Linked DNA regions of Sus scrofa: regions 2 and 3 are each linked to region 1. A link is a contact called in public Hi-C data. All regions are on one chromosome and are shown on one strand. The core of a region is the stretch at or near the end of the contact, and the rest is flanking DNA. Distances in the headings are between cores, read along the strand shown.

Region 1 (2,921 bases), core at 300-2,799:
AATTAAATTCCAGTATCTCAAAAAGATAAATAAATAAAAAGGTCTACATTATTTACATACAGTATGGAAAATAAAGGCTACATTTTGGCTAAGTTAGATTGCTTTTACCAGCATTATTTACATTGTAAATGTTAGGAGAAAAATACTATCCAAATTTTACTCGTGGTAATTTTCTAATTTAATGGCTTACCATCAAGCCCATATATCTTTCTGCATATCAAAATGTGAAAACATTAAGCTAGAGACGATAGGGATTCTTTCTCTATAAGATGTGTTAAGATAACTATACATGAACATGAATTTTTAAAAAAATGATCATTAAATGATAGTTCACTTTGCACATGTCTTCTGAATTCTGTTGTTAGCTTATTAAGAGCATACATAATCACATTCTAAAAACTGAAGACATCCTGCAACTTTGAAGAAATACATCTATAGATTGAGGTTTTTGAGGTAAATGATTTCAGAGGGACCAATTTTATATTGCTCTAACACCTCTTAAGAATAAATAATCCCAACAGCTATTACAGGTATTTTCCTGAGAATAGAGGGTGTGAACTATGACCTGTTTTTAATGATTGAAGTTATACTTGATCACAACCAGTTTCATCCAGTCTTATTTGTTTAAATAGTGTCTGTGGCTGCTTTGGCAAGCACAAGTGAATCATTGCAACAGAGATCACATAAATGAAAAAGTCTAAAGTATTTACTAATTTTCCCATTACGAAAAACACTGTCTGACCTCTAACCTATAGCATTGATTACCATAGCAGAAACAATATATTGGAGACTCGGTTAATTAGAAACCTTACTCATTTTAATGTGGTCACAATTAGAATTTGATAAAATAAAAGGTGCTTACAGGTGTTTTGTTTCTCAAACACAAAAAATGAGCAACACATTTTGTAAAAATTATGATAGATCCTTTATGCTATGTAAGTTTTTGGAGCAACTGGAAGGAAAATACAATTAATCTCTATCAAGATTTAGAGGTTATTAAAACCTAGGTATGCAAACTAATATTTAGGTTCAGTAAATATATACAGATACACACACAAATTGAATTTTAAGATGCACTTTTAATACTGAAACTAAGTTTTGGGGAAAATGGTTCTGAACTTAAAATTCTGTTTTTTCTCACCAACACTTCTATTTAAAGTGATTTTTTTAACCACGAGATATTTACAAGTTAACTTTTTATAGGCAGGTTTTTACAACTTAACTTTTCTTAGAAAACTCAAGGACTAAAAAGGCCACACTTTTATTTTATCATCAGTTATTTATAAAGAATGGCACAATGAAGAAACCATGAAACTTCACTTACTTCATCCTGTTATTAAAAGCCCTGTGGTCACATCTGTGGCACCATATGAAAAAATCACCTGCGGCTCAAACAATACGTTTTAATGGAGGTACAATTTTTTCCGCATGGATGGCAGAGAACATAAATTATTAAAATGTAACTGTTTTGAGAAAATGACCTTAAGATACAAACTTGAATGAGATCACAAAGTGATTTTATAAAAGTTTCACTAGATGGCAGCATCTTAAAAACAAAACAATTGTGTGTGTGTGTGTATCTGTGTCACTTTGCTGTACAGTAGAAATTGACAGGACATTGTAAACTCACTATAATGGAAAAAACAAAAATCATTTAAAAAAACCCAAAACTATTAGTTCTCCAAAACCTCTGTATAGCCATCAGTTTTTTCATTATTTTACCAATAAAAATAGGTAAAACAGTATGAGTATGTGAAAACATAAACTGCATGCTTGAGTGCACACTTTATGCAATTTAAAAAATAGAAGTAAAATATTTTTGAACAGATTTTTATTAAAATTAACCACAGTTTTGAACGCTTTTATTGATAAAACTACATACAAGCATAGCACCTTGTCACCCACCTCTTATACTCAATCCCCAAACTATGGCAGCAGTTTTCCAACCTTTCTGACTACTTCTAGCCTACCTTCTTCCAATGAACTTTCTAAATCGTACATTTGATTATAAACTGTGCCCCTTCAAAGATCCTTCCATTAACTTCAGAATGTAACTAATTTTCCTAGGCATGACTTTTACACACCTTTATGATCTAGTTCTTTATGGCTTTCCTGTCTCAGGTGCCCTACACCCAACTCCTCTATTTACATAAACCTCATTTGCCTGGTAGCTCATATTTTGATCACAAGATTACTTCCTTGGGAAGATTCCAAACTCTCTGTTTTCTTTCTCACCTTATAGCCCTGGTTGCATAAATTTCCTGTAGCAATGTTTCAGTTTACTGTCCTCTACTATTACATAATATGAACTCAATGTTGAATAAATGAATGAATGAACAAATAATGAAGTCATGCAATTGTCAATAAATACTCTGTAAACTGAAGTTAAATGGTGAAAGAGTATTATTTGAGATCCTTTATTTCTGTTGCATTATTGCATAAACAGTTTATTCAGACTTGGCATCTTTTGAAATGATGTTCCTTGAACAGTCAATAATAGTTTAAAATATATTTAAAATCCCTTTCAATAAAACAAGGAATGCCCTGTGTTTTTGTCTTTGCCATATGCCCTAGCACAATACTGAAAATGTTTCTAACCAGTGGAATAATAGTATACATAGGGCTGTGCTGAGCTTTTCAGGTGAAGCGCTAGCTCACTATCTCTCAAATTTAGTTCATCTTTTGTTAATTAAAATGAAACATGGAATATTACAGCTTAATTTTTTCCCTTGTAGCACTGCAGTCCTGATAACTTTATATATTCACATTATAACACAATGGCTTTTTAAAAAATTATTTCCCCAATACATTTTTTTTCTACGGTACAGCATGGTGACCCAGCAACACATACATGTATACATTCTTTTTTCTCACATTGTCATGCTCCATCATAAGTGACTAGACATAGTTCCCAGTGCTAC
Region 2 (2,921 bases), core at 197-2,696, 290 kb after region 1:
AGATATATTATCCTCATATTTAATATTCAAGCAAAAATTCTTAACAAACAAATAGATCAGTGATCTCAACAGAAGGAAGAGGAGACAAATACATTGATGAAAAGATAAGAATGGTAACTACGTATAGCCAGTCATAATTAAAGCTCCTTAAAGTTGAAGATACAAACTGCTATAAAGGAAGTAAAAGTACTAAAAAAATCATAGTAAAACCTGTTTAATGGGAATTGAGTAGAAGAGGAAATAAAGTACCTTCCATATTTTCCTTTCTTTGTAGGGATATAAAGAAGTAAAAGTACTTTTAAAGTCTTATTTTCTTTGTGGTAGGGATAGAGTATGAGAGAGAGAGTTGCTATGGAGAAATTGTTGGTGACTTTTTTACATTGGCTGAAGATGTATGTTTTGTCAGGAGTGTTAGTTAAAGAAATGTATTCACCACTGGAAAGCAATCAAGCCAAATCTAATAGTAGTTAGAGCAAATGTGAATAGTAACATTTGTTTTGAATGGAGGGCCCTACCTGGCTTCCTGTGTTATCTGCATATCCATTTTAAAAAAGGAAGAGAAAGTGAAATCGGAATTCTAATAAACTCACTCAGATAAATTTTGGGGAGCTATTCTAACTTAGGTCCTAAAGGAGGAATATTTGTCAAGATATTTCACAGAGTTTTCTGCCCCTTATTTCACTTAAAAATCCTCCTAAAAACAAGTTCTTTCTGTACCATAGATACTATTTAAAGATAGGAAATTCAAGAACAACAACAACAAAATTTAATTTTCCTTTCAAAAAGTTAATTCCTAAACAAGAATCTCACTCTTACTTTAGAAAAGGATCACTAATGTCCCTTCCCGAATAGAAAAAAAAAGGAAAGCTCATGTTTTGTTTTTACAATAAAGACAATGAAAAATCATTGTAGAAAGAATTTTAGCCAAATTTGTATGACTGAAGTAGAAATGTTTCAGTAGATTCCATTTAACTACATTATTAACTCAATAACATTTTATTGAGTGACAATTTTGTGCACAGCACTGCAATTATGATTTTAATGGAGGAAACAGTGATGAAAGAGATAATCTTTCCCTTTAAGAAAGGGGACACACACACACACTCACTCACTAACACACTGTAATTCTATCAAATAGGTGCTAGAAACACTGGTGACTAACTGCAAGTTTTTTTAGTAAGTAGGTTAGTAAAGTCTTCAGAGTGGAAAAACCACTTTGAGAAGAAATTGAAGGATGAGAAAGAATATTCTCTGGAGTCTACCATGGGAAGAGCATCTATGAAACCACAGAAGTAGGAATCAGCTTGAGGACACTGACTATTATTACACTGTGTACAGAGCTGATAGAGGGTTAAAAGAGAAAACCCAGATGAAATGTTAAAGAGGAGGTAGAAGCTTGACTCTGCCTTAGGTTTTTGCTGAAGGTTTGTTCTTTCTCCTGTAGGCAGTGGAGAAACATTGTTAAACATTAATCAAGATCTTCCTTATTTAGACCTATGACTTACTCCAAGGTTCTAACTGTTGTTTAACTATTATGGTAAAACATTAACTCTTTTTAACAAAACATTTTAGTAGTTAATATTGATTTTAACCAAAATAAAAAAATGAATTGATCTAAAAAGTCTAAATTGTTGAGTTTGATGTTTGTTCTAATAAAAAGTTTTTGAAAGAATACATGTTCTAGTAGCAGTGGACTCAATTTTTAAGCCCCTCTCACTTCTGGAAATAATGCCAAGAGGAAGGAAAACATGTATGATGTAGTTTATTTCATCAGTCTAAGGCCCATTTATTTATATATTATAATATCTCCAAAATCAGAATGTGCCTTACAGTCAATATCAGTTTGATCTTTAATCTCAGATTTGTGTTTTTCCTTTCACCACTATGTAAAGTAACAATGAATCCTCTCAGATTTAGAGGAGTTGCTGTATTTGGCAAGCAATAATAAAGAATTTAACCTCTGCATGAGTTCCCGTCGTGGCTCAGTGGTTAACGAATCCGACTAGAAACCATGAGGTTGCGGGTTCGATCCCTCGCCTTGCTCAGTGGTTTAGGGATCTGGCATTGCCGTGAGCTGTGCTATAGCTTGCACACGCGGCTCACATCCCCGCATTGCTGTGGCTGTGGCGTAGGCCGGTGGCTACAGCTCTGATTCGACCCCTAGCCTGGGAACCTCCATATGCCGCGGGAGCGGGCCAAGAAATGGCAAAAAGACAAAAAAAAAAAATTAACCTCTACAATTAGGAACAAAGTTTTGTCTCAAATATAGTTTCTAAAATTTGGTTGGAGAGTGTATAGTCTGCTGTTAACAACTCTACAATTCTGATTTCTTATATTTTTATAAACAGAATAATTGTATATTATTCACATATGCTAGCTAAAAATTCAGAAAGACTCATAATTTTATGTTATGTAATTTGAGAGAAACATAAAATTGAATCAAGACATAATTCTCAAAATTAAATATGGGGATAAGACTACAGAGGGAGAAATGCATAAGTTTGATATTTTCACTCCAATATCCAGAAATTTTGGTTTTATTCTGATAAATTTTATAATATAAAATCAATTCAGAATGTTCAAGCTCTGTTACTGCTGGGTTTAAGAAATGTAATACATCATTGCAAAATTGCAAGTTATTAATATCTTTTAGTTGACAATTTCACTGCATATTCATACCTCATGAACTGATAAATGGTTCATCAGCTTACAAATGTCTCACTTTTTGTGTAAAGTCTATTTATCAGAGGGTTAGAAAATAAGAAGCAATATGAAAAAACTAGTTTAAATATTTCAGTAGAATTAAAATAAACCTAAAGTTAACATTTATGTTTATGTGCACAAAAATTGTTGTTCGAGGATTTTTACAACTTTCTTCTTCTGTTGAAAACACATATTGGCCAATATATAAAGATATATAT
Region 3 (2,921 bases), core at 107-2,606, 260 kb after region 1:
GCACAAATGAACCTTTCACACAAAAGAAAATCATGGACTTGGAGAATAGACTTGTGGTTGCCAAGGGGGAGGAGGAGGGAGTGGGGTGGATTGGGAGCTTGGGGTTAATGGATACAAACTATTGCCTTTGGAATGAATTAACAATGAGATCCTGCTGTGTAGCACTGGGAACTATGTCTAGTCAGTTATGATGGAGCATGATAATGTGTGAAAATAGAATGTGTACATGTATATGTAACTAGGTCACCATGCTGTACTGTAGAAAGAAATTGTATTGTGAAGATATCTATTAAAAAATATTAATAATGGGGGTCATATACTATTTTCAGAGTTAAAGCTACATTTTTACCACGTCCAAGTTCATAGGAAAGACTTCTGGTCAGCATCATTTTTTCCATAGCCTGAGTATTTATTGGAAGCAAAGTCTCTTAAGAGGTGACAGCTCCAGTATTTGGATTAATAATGATAAAGACCAACCTCTACACTTTCTTATCAACTAGAAAATTAGCTATTATCAGCCCTAAATGTTGGGCTAACTTCTGTGATTTTTGCCTCTCTTTTGAGTTTCAAGATGTCTAATTCCCTACTACCTTATTAGCTATTTAGTGTTTGATCATCTTTATATTTTGTATTACCTTTTAGAATTTCTAAAGTGGTGGAGGATTGGTCCAAATATCAAAATTGCCATTAGCAAAGTTGAAGTCTGCTGCAGCCATTAGTGAGCCTTTCTCTGAGCTTACTTGCTTCCTCAATACTTCCATTCTTGTTATTTGTTATTCGTCCTACCATGTTGATAATTAAGAGGGTAGTCTTCAAAATTGCAACTTTTTAGCAATGATTTCATCAAAATCTCCAGTTTTCAATCATGTCCCCTTTTTCTTCCTCTTTTGTTATTTTCTGCTTCTTTCATTGGCTACCTTTGTTGTCAGAACTCGGCCTCTATCCACCGGTGCTGAATAGAAGACAGAGTTTTGGGTGAGGGAGAAAAAATAGCTTTTATTGCTTTGCCAGGCAAAGGAGGCCACAGAAGGCTAATGCCTTAAAAACTGTAGCCTCCATTGGAAAGAATTACAGGGAGTTTTATGGTAAAGGGGAGAAAAATAGGCTCTCAGATAGGAACACAGATTGGGGCAAACATGCATTCTTCTTTCTTTGGGGGAGCTTTCGTCATCAAAGCTGGCACTGGGAGATCTTGGCATGATCACGATGGTGATCTTTTGGGTTATTGCCTAGAATAACAGTATTTGTGAAAAAGGTGTATTGACTGGAGATTAGAACAAACTAGGAAAGTTCCTGAAAAACATCATGTGCTAATAATCTTTAACCCACAGGCAACTGTGCTCAGCTGCCTAATCTTTAACTTATGGGTAATTATGTTTAGGGTGTAATTAAGCCAGGGAGAAGCACAAGGAAGGACCCTAAGCTGTTCAAGGTTAAAATATTCATTTCTAAAAGAAGCATAAGGAATATAATTTTTAGGTGTTTAAGATGTCTACATTATTATGTGTTTGCATCACTTGAGAGAGAACCAAGATCCTGTTCCAAGGCTGTACTATTTATTGTTTCTTGACTATTCCTACCTTGTCTTTGTATCCCCTTCCTTTCCTGATCAGTGACTGTCTGAACCTGCCCCTTGGAACTCAGAGAAGGTCATGGAGACTGAATGAGGTGCATTTCCTGAAAATAAGAAATAGGGAACACTGCAAGTCTTTTTGTTCCCAGGAGCCCCACAGGGCCCCACTAAGTTACATGTAGAATAGCACAGTGTTTATGGTTAAAATTTAACATGTAGCCTTTAACATGTAGAATAGCACAGTGTTAATGGTTAAAATTTAATACAGTTGTTTTGACTGCAAGGTTATTTGAGGAGGGAGGAAAAAGAATAAAATACCCTGGAAAGAAAGGTGAATTTGAAAAGTAGGTTATCTCAGAGAATTACAGATCATTTTAAAATACATTTTTAAAATACATTCCATGTGGGAACACCCAGGATGGAATTGCTTTATGATTTACACAGAGAAATATAAGGAATCTGTACCCTAGGCATTACATATGAGATGATTAGACATTGGATTTAGGAATTTGGGCTGTTAGGAAGAAAATCTGGAATGTCTGGCTCGTAAGAAATTTGTACTCATCTTAACATGTATTTCTTCCCACTGCGTCTGTCCATCTTCTGTCCTATTATAAGGGCACTACACATTGGATTTACGGTCCATCCTAGTGAAGTATGACCTCATTTTTAATTAATCACATTTGCAAAGACCCTGTTTCTAAATATAATCACATTCTAAGGTTCCAGGGGGCATAAATTTTGGGGAGACACTAACCTGCTACAATTATTATATATATATGTTTGTGTCTATTTCATATACATACATATAAACATGTATATTTCACACACATTAATGGCAATATTAGAAGTGATACAGTCCAAGTAGACATGATAAAAAATGACACCTTTGAAAATATAGTGAATTTTGAGAAATGCACGCAGTTATACATGGCAATACAAGGAATGTTTGGTAAGAAGTGAAATTAGGGAGGAATTCAAGAGCCAAATCATGCCATATCTTCTACACTTAATAGACAAACAGACCATATTTCTCTGGACAATAAGTAGTCGCTGAAGAGTTTTAAGCTGGATAAGGGCAATATAAAATGATTTAATTTGGAGTTCCTTTTGTGACTCAGCAGTTAACAAACCTAACTCGGATCCATGAAGATGCCTGTTCGATCCCTGGCCTTGCTCAGTGGGTTAAGGATCTGGCGTTGCCATGAGCTGTGGTGTAAGTCACAAATGTGGCTCAGATCCTACATTGCTGCGGCTGTGACTATGGCTGGCAGCTACAGCTCTGATTTGACCCCTAGCCTGGGAACTTCCATATGCCATGGGCGCAGCCCTAAAATAGCCAATTAAT

The links. Hi-C and Micro-C count contacts between places; a contact is called where the count stands out from the background.
Region 2: a Hi-C map of liver shows a contact between it and region 1, with 2.4 times the contacts expected there. The contact joins two enhancer-like sites. A contact is called at or near these places in 1 of 5 promoter capture datasets (liver) and 3 of 47 Hi-C or Micro-C datasets (liver and skeletal muscle).
Region 3: a contact with region 1 is called in a Hi-C map of liver, with 2.3 times the contacts expected there. The contact joins two enhancer-like sites. A contact is called at or near these places in 1 of 5 promoter capture datasets (liver) and 3 of 47 Hi-C or Micro-C datasets (liver and skeletal muscle).

The regions. Positions count from the first base shown.
Region 1 is chr15:8,897,057-8,899,977 of Sscrofa11.1, forward strand. All of the region lies in intron 8 of KYNU (kynureninase), which reads right to left. Among named protein-coding and RNA genes, the nearest start is that of KYNU, 84 kb to the right of the region's middle. Within about 2 kb of position 1,550, at least 2 of the 83 cell types and tissues checked have an H3K27ac peak or open chromatin away from gene starts, as enhancers often do. A contact at or near this core is called in liver, where this site is marked.
Region 2 is chr15:9,188,390-9,191,310 of Sscrofa11.1, forward strand. No RefSeq gene overlaps it. Among named protein-coding and RNA genes, the nearest start is that of KYNU, 210 kb to the left of the region's middle. Within about 2 kb of position 1,447, at least 10 of the 83 cell types and tissues checked have an H3K27ac peak or open chromatin away from gene starts, as enhancers often do. A contact at or near this core is called in liver, where this site is marked.
Region 3 is chr15:9,161,080-9,164,000 of Sscrofa11.1, forward strand. No RefSeq gene overlaps it. Among named protein-coding and RNA genes, the nearest start is that of KYNU, 180 kb to the left of the region's middle. Within about 2 kb of position 1,357, at least 9 of the 83 cell types and tissues checked have an H3K27ac peak or open chromatin away from gene starts, as enhancers often do. A contact at or near this core is called in liver, where this site is marked.